Regions from separate parts of the Rattus norvegicus genome. Here region 2 is linked to region 1. A link is a contact called in public Hi-C data. All regions are on one chromosome and are shown on one strand. Each heading gives the region's core, a stretch centred on a gene start, on an enhancer-like site or on the middle of the called end of the contact. The rest is flanking DNA. Distances are from core to core; before and after follow the strand shown.

Region 1 (6,471 bases), core at 2,806-5,305:
GGGCCACCGCCCTCTTCTGGTGGCTGCAAGCAGCACAGGTGCACACTTGGATCTGTACAGAGACATACGTGTAGCATGTACACAGACATACATGTAGTATGCACACAGATGATATACGTGTAGTACTACACACAGACATACGTATAGGAAAAGTTTTTGTCTCCCCGTCCCATGGTCATCATAAAACTTTCCATACCGCTGAGAAGATAAACACACACACAGCTGCCCACACTTTTCCATACAGAAAGTCAGAACAGGATGAGCCTCACCTCTGCCTGCCATTTTCCATACATTAAGTGGGAACACAGCTGCCCACCCTTTTCCATACATTAAATGGGAACAGGACAAGTCTCACCTCCTCGGCTTTGCTCCCGACCTCAGTGGGCATTTGCCGACCCCTATGGATCTTCAGCTGCGCCTTGGCTTTCTTTACGTCTTTTTCCAGTCTCTGCCAGTCGACTCTGATGTACCCCGTGTGGCTTGCCAGCTATACATTCGATGGGAATGGAGAAGGGATGAGGAGCATGGTCCAAAACATACGAACTGTGTTCAATGTTTGGGGAGATCTGCTATTTTTCGATGACCTTTGGCCAAAAAATGTATGTACTCCATATGTACAACCTCCAGTGTTCCGTGTTTGGTCATAGAGACCAACAGCCATGTTCAGTTGGTGGCGGTCATTTAATGTATACATCATTTAATGTGTAACACATACACCGAGCTCTACAGAGTTCGAAGCGAAATTTAAAAATAGGGCATTGGCAGAAAGCCCGAGTGACGTGCTCAACGTAAACGATTCTTCAGGGAAATGCGGACGGAATGAAATTGACTCGGGTGTGCCATTTTTTGATAGATTAGTGTCATCCAAAGGGTTATCGATGATCATTTACCATTAACCAGTTACTGAAATAAACTGGAGAATATATATATATATATATACACACACATACATATATAACTTATACATATATACATAATTTATACGTACACACACACACACACACACATATATATAACATGAGCACTTATAAAGAGTGAAGTTATAGAAAACTGAGCAGGGGATAGGTAGGTCAGTGGTTGGGGCACTAGCAAGGATTCACGTTTGATTCCCAGCAACCATGCAGTGACTCTTCACAGCATAGATGTAACAGGAAATGTGGCTTGGGATTAAGATTTCGCCTGGGCTGGGAATCAAACTTATAATAATGTACAATGTATATAATAATGTAGATAATATATATGATAGTAATGTATATACTTAATGTAATGTATCGTGATATAATGTATATAATTTCTCACAAAACACTAATGAGCAGGTGGAGTTCCCAGCCACCGGGGAAATGAAATATATAATGTATATAATAATAATTTATATATTTAATGAAAATTGTGGTATGTATATAATTTCTCACAATATGCTGATGGGCAAGCAGAATTTCCAAACACTAGGGAAACGACACATGTAATGTATATAATAATGTATAACGATAATGTATACGATAATAATGTATATATTTAATATAAATCATGATATAATGTATATAATTCCTCACAGCACACTCATGGGCAGGCGGAGTTCCCACACACCAGGGAGAACATGACATACGAACCTGCAGGAGGAAGAACCCTCCTCCTAGGGCCGTGGCTGCCAGCTTTCCGACCTTCCGGAACACGAGCCCCGTGCACCTGTGAACGCAGAGCGAGGGGAGGAGAACCGGGCACAGTGTGAGTTGCCATGCGGCGGGAGAGGCCAGAAATGCATGCCAAGTCCTTGTGCACGGGGCCCTGAGGGAGCCCCGCGGACCTGAACGCACCATATGTGTCTCTCACCAGAGACGAGGGAGTGGCTTTGATTTCATTTCCGTATATCTGGGTAATTTCCGGACACTCGCACTTATGATATCCCGGGAATTGCACACACACCACTTACCATCCAGTGACACCCCCGACGGCCAGCTGCGTCGCCGCGCTGTACTTCTCAGCCGAGGGCCCAGACTCTGGCCCGAACAGCTTACGCCACCATGGTTGCCTCCGCGTGAATTCCGCGAGGTCCAGGGCCTCGCGCTTCCTGTCGGGGTCCCCTATGGAAAATGAAGACAAGTGGCTGTGAGGACTGCGACATAGCCCTGCCGGCTATGGCCCTGTTGGAATGGTGTTGGAGTGGGCATGGCTCTGTCATAGTGTGGCCCTGTTGCAGTGGGTGTGGCCAGCTGGAGTGGGTGTGGCCCTGCTGAAGTGGATGTAGCAGTAAAATGGGTTGATTTACAGCAAAAAAAACCAAAACCAAAACCAAAACCAAACCAAACCCCAAGAAATTGAAAGAGGGGCTGGAGGGGTTGCTCAGTGGTTAGAGCAGCGACCACTCTCTCCCAGGGGTCCCGAGTCAAATCCCAGCGACCGCACGGTGGCTGCTAGCCGTCGTCTGCCATGGGATCTGACGCCCTGCCGCGTGTGAAGACGGCGTTCATATAGGATAAATAAAGTAAAACGTACGTAACATTAAGCAGGTGATTTCTAAGTCGTCAGTGGGCAAAGGAAAAAATGATGAAAACTCCACTCCCGAGGGTAAGGAGATTAAAAAAGCCGAATAAACTTTATATTATTTGTTTTATTCTACTCTGAAGTCGCCGCGAAACAATTTTATGTCTAATTTTATTTTATTTTATTAATTTTATTTACTTTGTTTCACTTATTTTATTTAATTAATTTTACTTTTATTTTATTTTTAAAATTTATTTTATTTATTCTATTTTATATATTCTATTTATTTTATTTTATTTCTTTTACTTTAATTATTTTATTTCATGTCCGGGGTCGCTACAACACGGGAAACTACGTCAAAGGGCCCAGCACGAGGCGGGTTCCAACACCTGGGAATTAAATGCACGGAGGGGGCCAGGGACAGAGAACAGTGCTGAGGTCTCAATGGCTGCACAGCAATGGCTGCCAACACTGCGAATCACTTATTCTGCCTGTGGCTCTGTGTGCGTGGATATTACTCCTGCTATGACGGCCTCTCTGTGAATCCGTGATAGAAAACTTACGGGACGGGGTGTGGAATAATAATAACAATAATAATAATAGTAATAATAATCTACAAAGTCTACATTAATAACAATAATAATAAAAATCTAAAGAGCCTGCAGTCACAGATACTTATGGAATAATAATAATCTAAAAAGTATACAGTAATAATAACAACGATAATAATGTAAGAGGTCTACAGTCCCATATACTTATGGAATAATAGTAGTAGTAATAATAATAACAATAACGAAAAAAAGCTCTGGCCTCTAAATCTATTCAGTGTTATTTTTACCGGACTCTCTAGCGTAGCTCCCGTCCAGGCTAAAGAAGACGATAGATAATGTACACAGTATATATGTATATATCTCTCCCAATGCTTCCTGGAACGGGAATATGAGCTGCACCGAAACCAGGACGTACGCGAAAATTCGGTCTTCTACGTGATAAAAAAAAAAAAATCCATATATAGTATATAAAATTTGTCTTTAATAGATATTCACTGTTTTTTAATAGATATTCGTTTTTAATAGATATTCGTTGTTTTGTGTAAAACACACACACACACACACACACACACACACACACACACACACACACACTCACTCACTCACTCACTCCACACAGGGCTGCAGCCAAAAGGGAGGACGGGGGTCGCAGGAAGGAGGGACGGAAACGCCACCTCCGTCCCTAGTGGCGGAACCGAAGAACTCGAACTAAGCAGAAACCACATCGAACCCCAGCTGGAACGCACGACCTTGGCCGGATCCTGGAACCGCTGCTAAAAACCCCTGCACGCCGCCCTTTCCCCGCGCCGCAGGGACGAACCCAGCGGGCGCTCGGCCTCTCCTCAAAGACGAGTCCAGCCTGGCACTCGCGCGCATGCTCCGGCCTTTACCTTGACCGTTGGCGGCCATTTCCGGGGAGGGAGTACCAAGAGGACACGACTTCAGATCAAGAGCTCAGGAAAGGGCGTTCGTCACCCGCCGCCGGTTTCCGGCGTGTGCGGCTGCTATTTCCGGCGTGTGGGGCTGCTGTTTCCGGTCCCCTGTAAGTGGGAGCCAGCGACCTGGTTCCGTAAGGCGTCTTTCGTGTACTGGAGCCGCGCGTGGGGCTGCTGTTTCCGGTCCCCGGTGAGGTTCCGTGAGGCGTCTTTCGTGTACTGGAGCCTCTATAGCAGAGGAATGGCGGCTACGCGTGCGCAAAGTGTCCCCGCCTTTGAGATAATAGAGTCCGTGTCACCTTTGTCGATTTTATATATACGTATGGACGTAAACAGGGAACTTGCGTCATTTCCTGTGTTCGTTTCTACGCTGTTTAAGTACTGGAAAACACTTCTTACTCGACCACTTGATAATGTGCGCTTGTGTTATAATGGCTGTTTCCGGTCCCTATGGGCGTGTTCAAGCGTGTGTGTCCGGCTCGTGTGTGTGTGTTCATGCGTGTGTCCAGCACGTATGTGTGTGTGTGTGTGTGTTTTCATGCGTGTATGTCCGGCACGTGTATGTGTGTTTTCGTGCGTGTATGTCCAGCACGTGTATATGTGTGTATGGGTGTGTTTGTGTTCATGCACGTGTGTCCGGCACGTGTGTGTTTACATGCATGTATATTTTGTCACGCCAGCCATTACAGTCGCTCAATAACTCCCCAAATGGCACACACGTGACCTTGCGGCACTGTGAAGCCTCCTCAGTGCCTGTTTTGTGATTCACGTACGTCACAGGGTCAGCAACAGGGTCTCAACCATCAACTTATATAGAATTGCCAAAAAATCGGCAATTGCCTGTAACAATAATATAATAATTTAACGTTTGGGGCATATATAATAATAACACAATATAATGTTTCAGGGCGTATATAATAATAATATAATGTCTCGGGGCATATATAATAATACTATAATAATATAATGTTTCGGGGCAAAGCCAGTCTGCAACCTCCGAAAGTGGTGACGTCTTCCTGGCACTGGGCTGTACATTTATTTGTATTCAGTAGGGACGTTGTCTCCCTGTGGTAGCAGTGACAGTATTTAAATTCTTATGTATGCATATATTATCCTCTTTACGTATACGTGTATATTTCATATTTTATATTTAAATTCTCATGTATTATGTATATATACATGTATATTTTGTATTTTATATTTAAATTCCTATGTACGAATATATTATGTGTGTATACGTGTATATTTTATAAATTCTTATGTACGTACGTTTTATGTACGTATATGTGTACATTTCAATTCTTATATATGCATATATTCTTATGTATGTATACATGTTTATTTCATATCTTATATTTAAATTCTTATGTATGTATTCTTATGTACATGTGTATATTTCATATTTTATAAATTCCTATGTACGTATATAATCTTATGTATGTATGTGTATATTTCATATTTTATATTTAATTCTTATGTACATGTTTTATATGTATGTATATATTTATATTTAAATTCTTATGTATATATTATCTTCTGTACGTATACGTGTATATTTCATATTTTACATTTAAATTCTTATGTACGTATACATGTATATTTCATATTTAAGTTCTTATGTACGTATATGAGAATTCCTACCCCACTTCACTACCCCAGCTTCTCCCATCCCCTTCTCACCCCTGTCCCTCGAAGTCCGCGTCCCCTCGCTGGCCCCTCCCTCATTTCCCGGTCGCTATGGCCGCCCTCATTTAAAATGCACACGTAAAGACCCTGGAGTTAGCGTTCCTGTGTGTGTGAGAGAGAACCTGAGGGCTGGAGGGGTGGCCCAGTGGTTAGCATGCCGACTGCTCTTCCGGACGTCCCAAGTTCACTTCCTGGCAACAGCACAGTTATTGTGAGCTGAAAGGTGATGAATATGGATATACAAGAATCCCTATAGTGGAATGAATAAGTCCTTTTAGATGTATGCTCATGGGTGACACGGCAGGGTTGTTCGCAGTCCTCTGAGAGGTAGGACGTCTCAAGGTTTCCCTTGCTGCAATGCAGCACCACGGCCCCAAGCAGCAGGGTTTTATTTCAATGTATAGTTCCATAGGACAACAGATCACTGATAGGTCAGGGCGAGAACCGGGGTGAGCTGAAGCCCGGACCACGGAGGAGCACTGGTAAGCGACCTGACCGTTAAACATTTTATATATATATATATATATATATATATATATATATATATATGTATGTACATATGCCTGTTTTCTTATACAATTCAAGACATAATACACATAACATATACATGTTACACATATACTACATATTACATATGTACACATATAACTCATACATATCATATACGTTGCATGTGTATGTCATATATATTACACATGTACACATATAACACTGATGTTTCACATGTATATCATATACTATATTACATATGTACATATATGTAACTCATACCTACAAATTATGTGTTACACATATATACTATATATCACATATGTATA
Region 2 (6,471 bases), core at 2,707-5,206, 1.1 Mb after region 1:
TAAACTTTCCTTACTAAGCTTAGTCACTCCATGTAAGCCTTAATGCTATTCTCTATTGACTTGAACATTTAAGCATTCATTGCTTATTTAATTTCAATATTGTGTTAAAGAATATATGATTTGTGGGGCAATAACACACATTTATGGATTAAAACTAAACATTTATTAAAAATCATTAAAAACAAAGTCATTCCGGATTACCATGGCAGAAAATAATGTAAAAATTTATGAAAATCAATATGACAGAGATGTGCCTCAGCAGGTAAGACTGTATACCACACAAGCCTGGCCGTGAGTTCAATCCCTAGGATCCATGTGAAAATGAAAGGAGAGATCAGACCAGAGGCACACTCCCATGTGTGTTCCTCCCCAGGAAGACAATAAACAGTGTCAGACATATAAAGTGAAAACAAACTGCAGGGGGAAATCATTCCGAGAGCTGTTCAAGTTAGGGCTACCACAAATATTCCATCTGTAAAACAAAACAAAAAACAAAACCCTGATCACCTTACAAAGTACAATAAATCAAGAATAACATAATGAATGTTTATCTGGTAGTACGGTGTTTCTCATGAGTGAAACTTGCTTGAGTATTTTTCTGTCCTTTTACACTGTAACTATTCCTTTATATTTTTTTAAACCTTATTTTTAGACAGGGTTGCTTTATTATGTAGCTCTCGTTGGCCTGGAACTCTTTACGTAAACCAAGCTGGCTGTGAACTCCCAGGGATCTGCCTGCTTCTGCCACACCCAGTCAAGAATGATACTAAGTGATCTTTATGACATGAAATCCATTCATTTTTTAAAGAAACATTTATTTATTTATTTTTCTTGGATATTTTATGTATTTCCATTTCAAATGTTATCCCCTTTCCCCCCCTCCCATTCCTCCACCCCTGCTTCTATGAGGATGCTCCCACTCCCACCTACCCACTCCTACCTCACTGCCCTGGCATTATCCTACACTGGGGAAATGAGTCTTCACAGGGCCAAGGGTTTTTCCTTCTATTGATGCTGGACAATATGAGGCTGGAGTCATGGATCTGTCCATGTGTACTCATTGGTTGTTAGTCCCTGGGAGCTCTGGTGGGGTTCGGTTGGTTGATATTATTGTTTTCCAATGGGGCTACAAATGTGTCTAGCTGGGCCAGCTCTGGCTGTAGATGTCAGGTGCTAATAATACTAGAAGATACCAAATGGCTGCAGTCCTTGGACCAAGAAACACTACTAAAACCAAAAGCTGCAGATAAGTCATGGATGAATCACAAATCTTTCTAGCCTTGATAAAATAGTACAAAACCATTTTTGCATGGATAAAGGAATACACAGCTAAAATATGGAAATGCTTACAGAAGGATATCAAACAGTCTGGATTTTATGTTTATGATAGCTGTAATACTGTCATCTAACTTTCCTAAAATTATATGTATTCATTTTACCTTTTTGAAAACAAGGGGGTCTTTCTATATATCCCAGACTGGTGTCAAGTTCATAACTTTCCTGCTTTACTTATCTAAGTACCTGGAATTATAGGCACACATCATCACATCCTGCATATTCTTGAATTACTGTTCTTAAATACTCAACTTCCCAAGTCATATAAATATTAAGCTAGATCTATCCATGTTTTGACATCTGATTTAATCAGCATAATTTATTTTTACTACTTTGTTTTCTGAAATAGGGTCTCTCGTGGCCCAGACTGGCCTAGAACTCACTATATAGCCAATCAAACCCAGGGCTTCACCACTGATAAGCAAACACTCTACCAACACGAGTTGCATCCTCAAACCCATCTCCCATCATAATTTATACTTAAAGGGGCTGCCCATTCCCATTGGACAAATCATATAATGGTGTACTAAATACAGCCTCTCAAAAGGTCTCAGTAAAATTGTACAGGAATTTTAATCCAGCAACACGACTTCTCTGATCACATTCAAAGACGTTTTAGATCTGTGTGATCTAGCTAGAATATAGTCATGCCCTTTAATCCCAAATATTTACATCTAATTGATGGATAAAGTGACCAATCAGAGAAAGATTTGACAAAATGAGTCAGAGATAGGATATGCTCACTCTCATGGAAGCTATTTAAGAGCAGCACAGGGAGTCAGTCAGTCAGTTGAGTGAGTGAGGAGTTCAGTCAACTGGGAATCAGTGCAGGGTAGTGGAGTTGAGTTTATTCGTGAGTTCGGCACAAGTCAGCAGAGGCAGTTGAGCCCAGAGAATAAGGAGCCAGAAGATTAGGACAAATTGCCAGCATTAGTTTGAGGCCAAGCAGAACAATTCACTAAGAAGCTGAGGGAAGCCAGATTGAATTAGTCAGCTTGGAGAATTTGAGCCAGAGCAGCTAAGTTGAACTAGCTAGCCAGAGTTCAGAAAGAACAAGAAAGGGTGAGCTTATTCAACAGTAAGTCTCAGAGATGACAATCACATCAGGTAAATAAAAGTTACTTTTACAAAAATTGAATCCCAGTCACCCAAACAGTGCTATGGTTTGAATTCAGATGTCCCCCACAGGCTCATGTGTTTGCACACCAGGTCCTCAAATGGTAGCACTATTTTGATGGACTGTGGAACCTTAGATTTTGGATTTAGGCCACTAAGTACAGACCACTAAGGGTTACAACCTGGCCCTACTTGCTTTGTGCTCTATGCTTCCTGATCTGTGACAATATCAACCAGCTGTGCTGTAGTTCCTACTTCCATGAACCATTCCATTCCAGCCACATGGCAGATGATATCCTCTGCACCATGAGACAAAATAACTTTCTCTTCCCATCTGTTATTCCTGTCAGGCATTTTTGTCACAGCTATAGAAAAAACCTAACACAATTGACCAATCCTAAAAATATACCTTATACATTGGCTTTTCTGTTTCATTGTTCCCAGTTCCACTGCCCTTCTTCCTTGGAAAACCTTCAGAGTAAATTACCTGGACAGAAGAACTCAGTGTTCAGTGATAACTCAGACTAAAATAATAATCTTTTTTTTTTCTCTCTACAACTGCTCGGCTGACATTAGAGCCACTAGTAATGTAACACTAGAAAAGACTCTCACTGTATCTCTCCAGTCAGTGTGGGGATAAGATTCATATTCTCATCCACGTCCACTGAATTCAGCTTTCACCCTATGTATAGATTCACAAAGTACTGCTTAGAGGCAAATCCAGCTACTAACTTCATTAGGCTCATGGGGACCCTGGATCATCAGTTGATCCCATTCAGGACGTCTGTGGCCCAAATTCATTTTGAGTTTGAAAAATGAAAAGGAAATTTAAGTAATTGCAAATGAATTGCCCCTCAGTTCTTGCATTAATCAGATGAGACTGATAAGAGATCAAGTCTAACTTTTAATAGCATTAGGCTATTATAGAAAGGATTTACTGGGTTCATGCAACTTAGACGGATGGGTAGAGCTATACTTGAACATGAAATAATTCAGAGCTCAAGCTGCTACAATCCATATCTCCATCCCATTTAAGATCCTACTCCCCCCGCCCTTTAAATTTTCTCAACCCATCTTTCAACTGTTTCATGTGTTGACCCCATTTTTCTCTGAGGCTAAGCATCCTCCAAGCAGTAAGAAAGATGTATCAGTTCAAAATTCATCACAGCCCTTGAAGTAACAAGATAGTGCTGCCACAGTGCGTCTGCTTCTTCAGGCAAACTGGCTTCTCGCGAGCGCTACCTTCCGGTGCCGCCCCTGAAACTGCACCAAGCCGTCATTCGTCTGCCGAGAAAACCAGCCTTGTCTGTGCCCAGGGCGGAGCTGACTGCGCGAGACACCCTAGACCGCTCCATTCTAGTGTGGTCCCAGAGCCCGGCCTATGAGTCATACGGCTGAGCCAGATTGCACCGGAGAATATCACCGCTGGCCACTCTAGCTGTGTGTGCCGGGCCGTCTCGTTGCTCCCAACCTGACGTCATCACTGTGAGCCGCAGTACGGTGGTGGGCACGCGCAACCAAGATGTCTCCGACGCCGGCGCTTTTCAGTTTGCCCGAGGCGCGGACGCGGTTTACGGTGAGCTTGGGGGCTGACGGCCGTGGTTCTGACCTGGTTCTATTCTTTTCCTTTCTCTCGCTGAAAATTTCCAAGAGACCGAAGGATTTTCACAGCTGGGTCTGCTCCTGGCCCTTTCCGGGACTGACATTAAGGGAAAGGCACACTGACTACTCGTCTGTGGGTCCTCTGCCCCTCCGCTGGCGAATCCCTGGTTCTTGCCGTTTTCTTGCGGGCGAGCATGGAAACTTCACCCATAGATTAGCTCAGTCAGCTTCAGCTCATCTAGCTGGGCGGAGCAGGTTTCTCGGGCAGGAGCCCTGAAGTCTGTTTCCGCCCCGCCTCCTACACTACCTGGTGGCTAATCTAGCAGTCAGTTAGTCAGTTTAGCCCCCCTTCGTCTTGCTCATTTCATCCAGAGATGGATAAGGAGCTCCTAACCGGGAAGAGGCAAACTGATCACCTTGGGAAGGGTTACCAACTCCGAAGAGTTACCAGCTGCTGTTTCGTTTTGCCTGTTTGGGAAAAGGTTGTTGAGCATTTAGGAAACACTTTATGATGGTTTATGTGTCAGAGTAACACTAAAAGTTTTTTTTTTTTTTTTTTTTTTTGTCTCTAGTGCGTGAGCTAGAAACTAAGACACCTCTAACCCCTCAAAAAACAAAATTAAGTTGACTGACTTTTCTCGTTTTTCTGACTTTAAGTCCACGGTCCTTTTTCTGTTGTCCATCACAGCAATATATGTATAAAGAACACTCTTATAAGCTATTGGGCCCATAATCTATACCATCTGTACTAAGATTACATGCACGTTTCGACTTAGATATGTAACTGTGTTTAGGTAATTGTACTGATGCCAGAAGGAAACTTATGTGAGAGAAAAGAGATTCTTCATAATCAGTAGTTGTTTTAACCATTTTCTGCTTTGCAAGGTGTTTGGTTTTGAAAGATTATGCCTTGCTTATGTCATTAGAGACGTTTTCTTCTGTTACAGTAGCCCTGAAAGGAACATCTCCCTCCGACCCTTTTTCTCAGTCCTGGGAGTAGAAGCAAAGAACTCCACTACTGAACTACAGCACTGTTTAATTAGGGATCATTTAGATTAGTAGTTCTCGGCTTTGCTGTGTGGTATTGCCATGTAGAGATCTTGTGAAATGAAGATACTTATTCATTAAGCCAGAGATTCTGGGTGTTTGGAGACAGGGTTTTCTGTGAGGCCTTAGCTGTCCTAGAACTAGAGGTCTCCCTGCCTCTGCCACCTGAGTGCTGGGATTAAAGGTGCGTACTAGATTGCCCTGCTTAGATTCTGCATTTTTTAATAAGTTCCCATGCAGTGCCACTGCCACTGATAATAGCAAGGATCTATCTGCAGCGCCACTCATTTTAACTGGTGAGGGTGGGGAATCAAAAAGAGAATGAACCCCAGGTTATTCAACTTACCTAGTGATGGAGCCAGTAATGGACACTTAACACACATCGAAGCCTTTATGAAGTAATAAGACAGCTTTCCAAATATATGCAATATTTTTGTCCTGTATAAATTATGGCCAGTTTAAGACAATCATTTATTTATTCATCCTTAAGATTTCCCTGGTACTGTGTCAGCTGAGCAAAACGCTTGGAAGTAGTAGGCCTTGAGCTGAATCTGAAAGAATATATAGATTTTGAATGAACAGATAGAAAGAACAGCGTGAGAATGTGAACATGCTGAAATGAGATTGATAGGAAATGTCTTTAAACACAGCCATGCTTCAGTGTATTTTTAGAGAGTGGGTGTAAGGCTGGTAACCATAGAGTAATGTGGGAAGTAGGTCTTAAGGGAGCTACAACATTTGAAAACCAAACATGTAATTCATGAACCAAACTGAATTGGTGTTGTTTAGACAGGGTTTTGTTATGTAGCCCAAGCTAGGCTGGGAACTCAGAATTCAGGTTGACCTTAAGCTGATTGTTTCCAGTGCTGGTTGCAGGATGCCCCATTAAACTTAGCAAGTTTTTTTTTTTTTTTAAAGCAGGAAGTGTGCATGGATATGATATATAGGAAAGGGGAACCTGTGATGCAAATGTCAAATTAGCTCTTGCCAGTTTCATGTGACAAAGATCAGGATCATTAAGTTGCATTAGAAACAAAAGTTAATAAAAATGACTGGCAGAAAATGTTTCTTAGTTAAAAACATTTTTTTAGTTAGAAAGACTTATAATTAATGAACAGTAAATTTTCATAAACAACAAAAGCTTTTTATTTACTTGTCATTTTTATTTTTGTAGAAATCTACCAGAGAAGCCTTGAATAACAAAACTATCAAGCCATTGTTGAATGCCTTCAGTCAGTTACCTGGCAGGTAAAGTGCAATGTTCATAAAAAGGACTTTATGAATGTTTATAATAGTGAACTGTTTGTGAAATGAAGGTATTTATGTTTTTAATAGTGAAAATGAAAAAAAATGTACCCTTGACCAAGCTTT

Evidence for each region. A called contact is a pair of places that touch in the nucleus more often than the background predicts.
Region 2: a Hi-C map of liver shows a contact between it and region 1, with 2.9 times the contacts expected there. The contact joins the promoter of Thoc1 here to the promoter of Fundc2 in region 1. A contact is called at or near these places in 3 of 12 Hi-C or Micro-C datasets (frontal cortex, liver and mammary epithelial cells) and 1 of 1 datasets of contacts at active chromatin or transcription factors (oligodendrocytes).

What each region holds. Positions count from the first base shown.
Region 1 is chr18:148,204-154,674 of GRCr8, forward strand. It overlaps Fundc2 (FUN14 domain containing 2), which reads right to left and starts at 4,056. Exons shown (of 5, transcript NM_001135757.1): 1 at 3,923-4,056; 2 at 1,931-2,081; 3 at 1,611-1,686; 4 at 356-487. The coding sequence starts at 3,941.
Region 2 is chr18:1,252,704-1,259,174 of GRCr8, forward strand. It overlaps Thoc1 (THO complex subunit 1), which reads left to right and starts at 3,957. Exons shown (of 21, transcript NM_001398637.1): 1 at 3,957-4,027; 2 at 6,275-6,348; 3 at 6,436-6,471. The coding sequence starts at 3,974. It overlaps LOC134482897 (a long non-coding RNA gene), which reads right to left and starts at 2,976. Exons shown (of 2, transcript XR_010059607.1): 1 at 2,861-2,976; 2 at 141-472.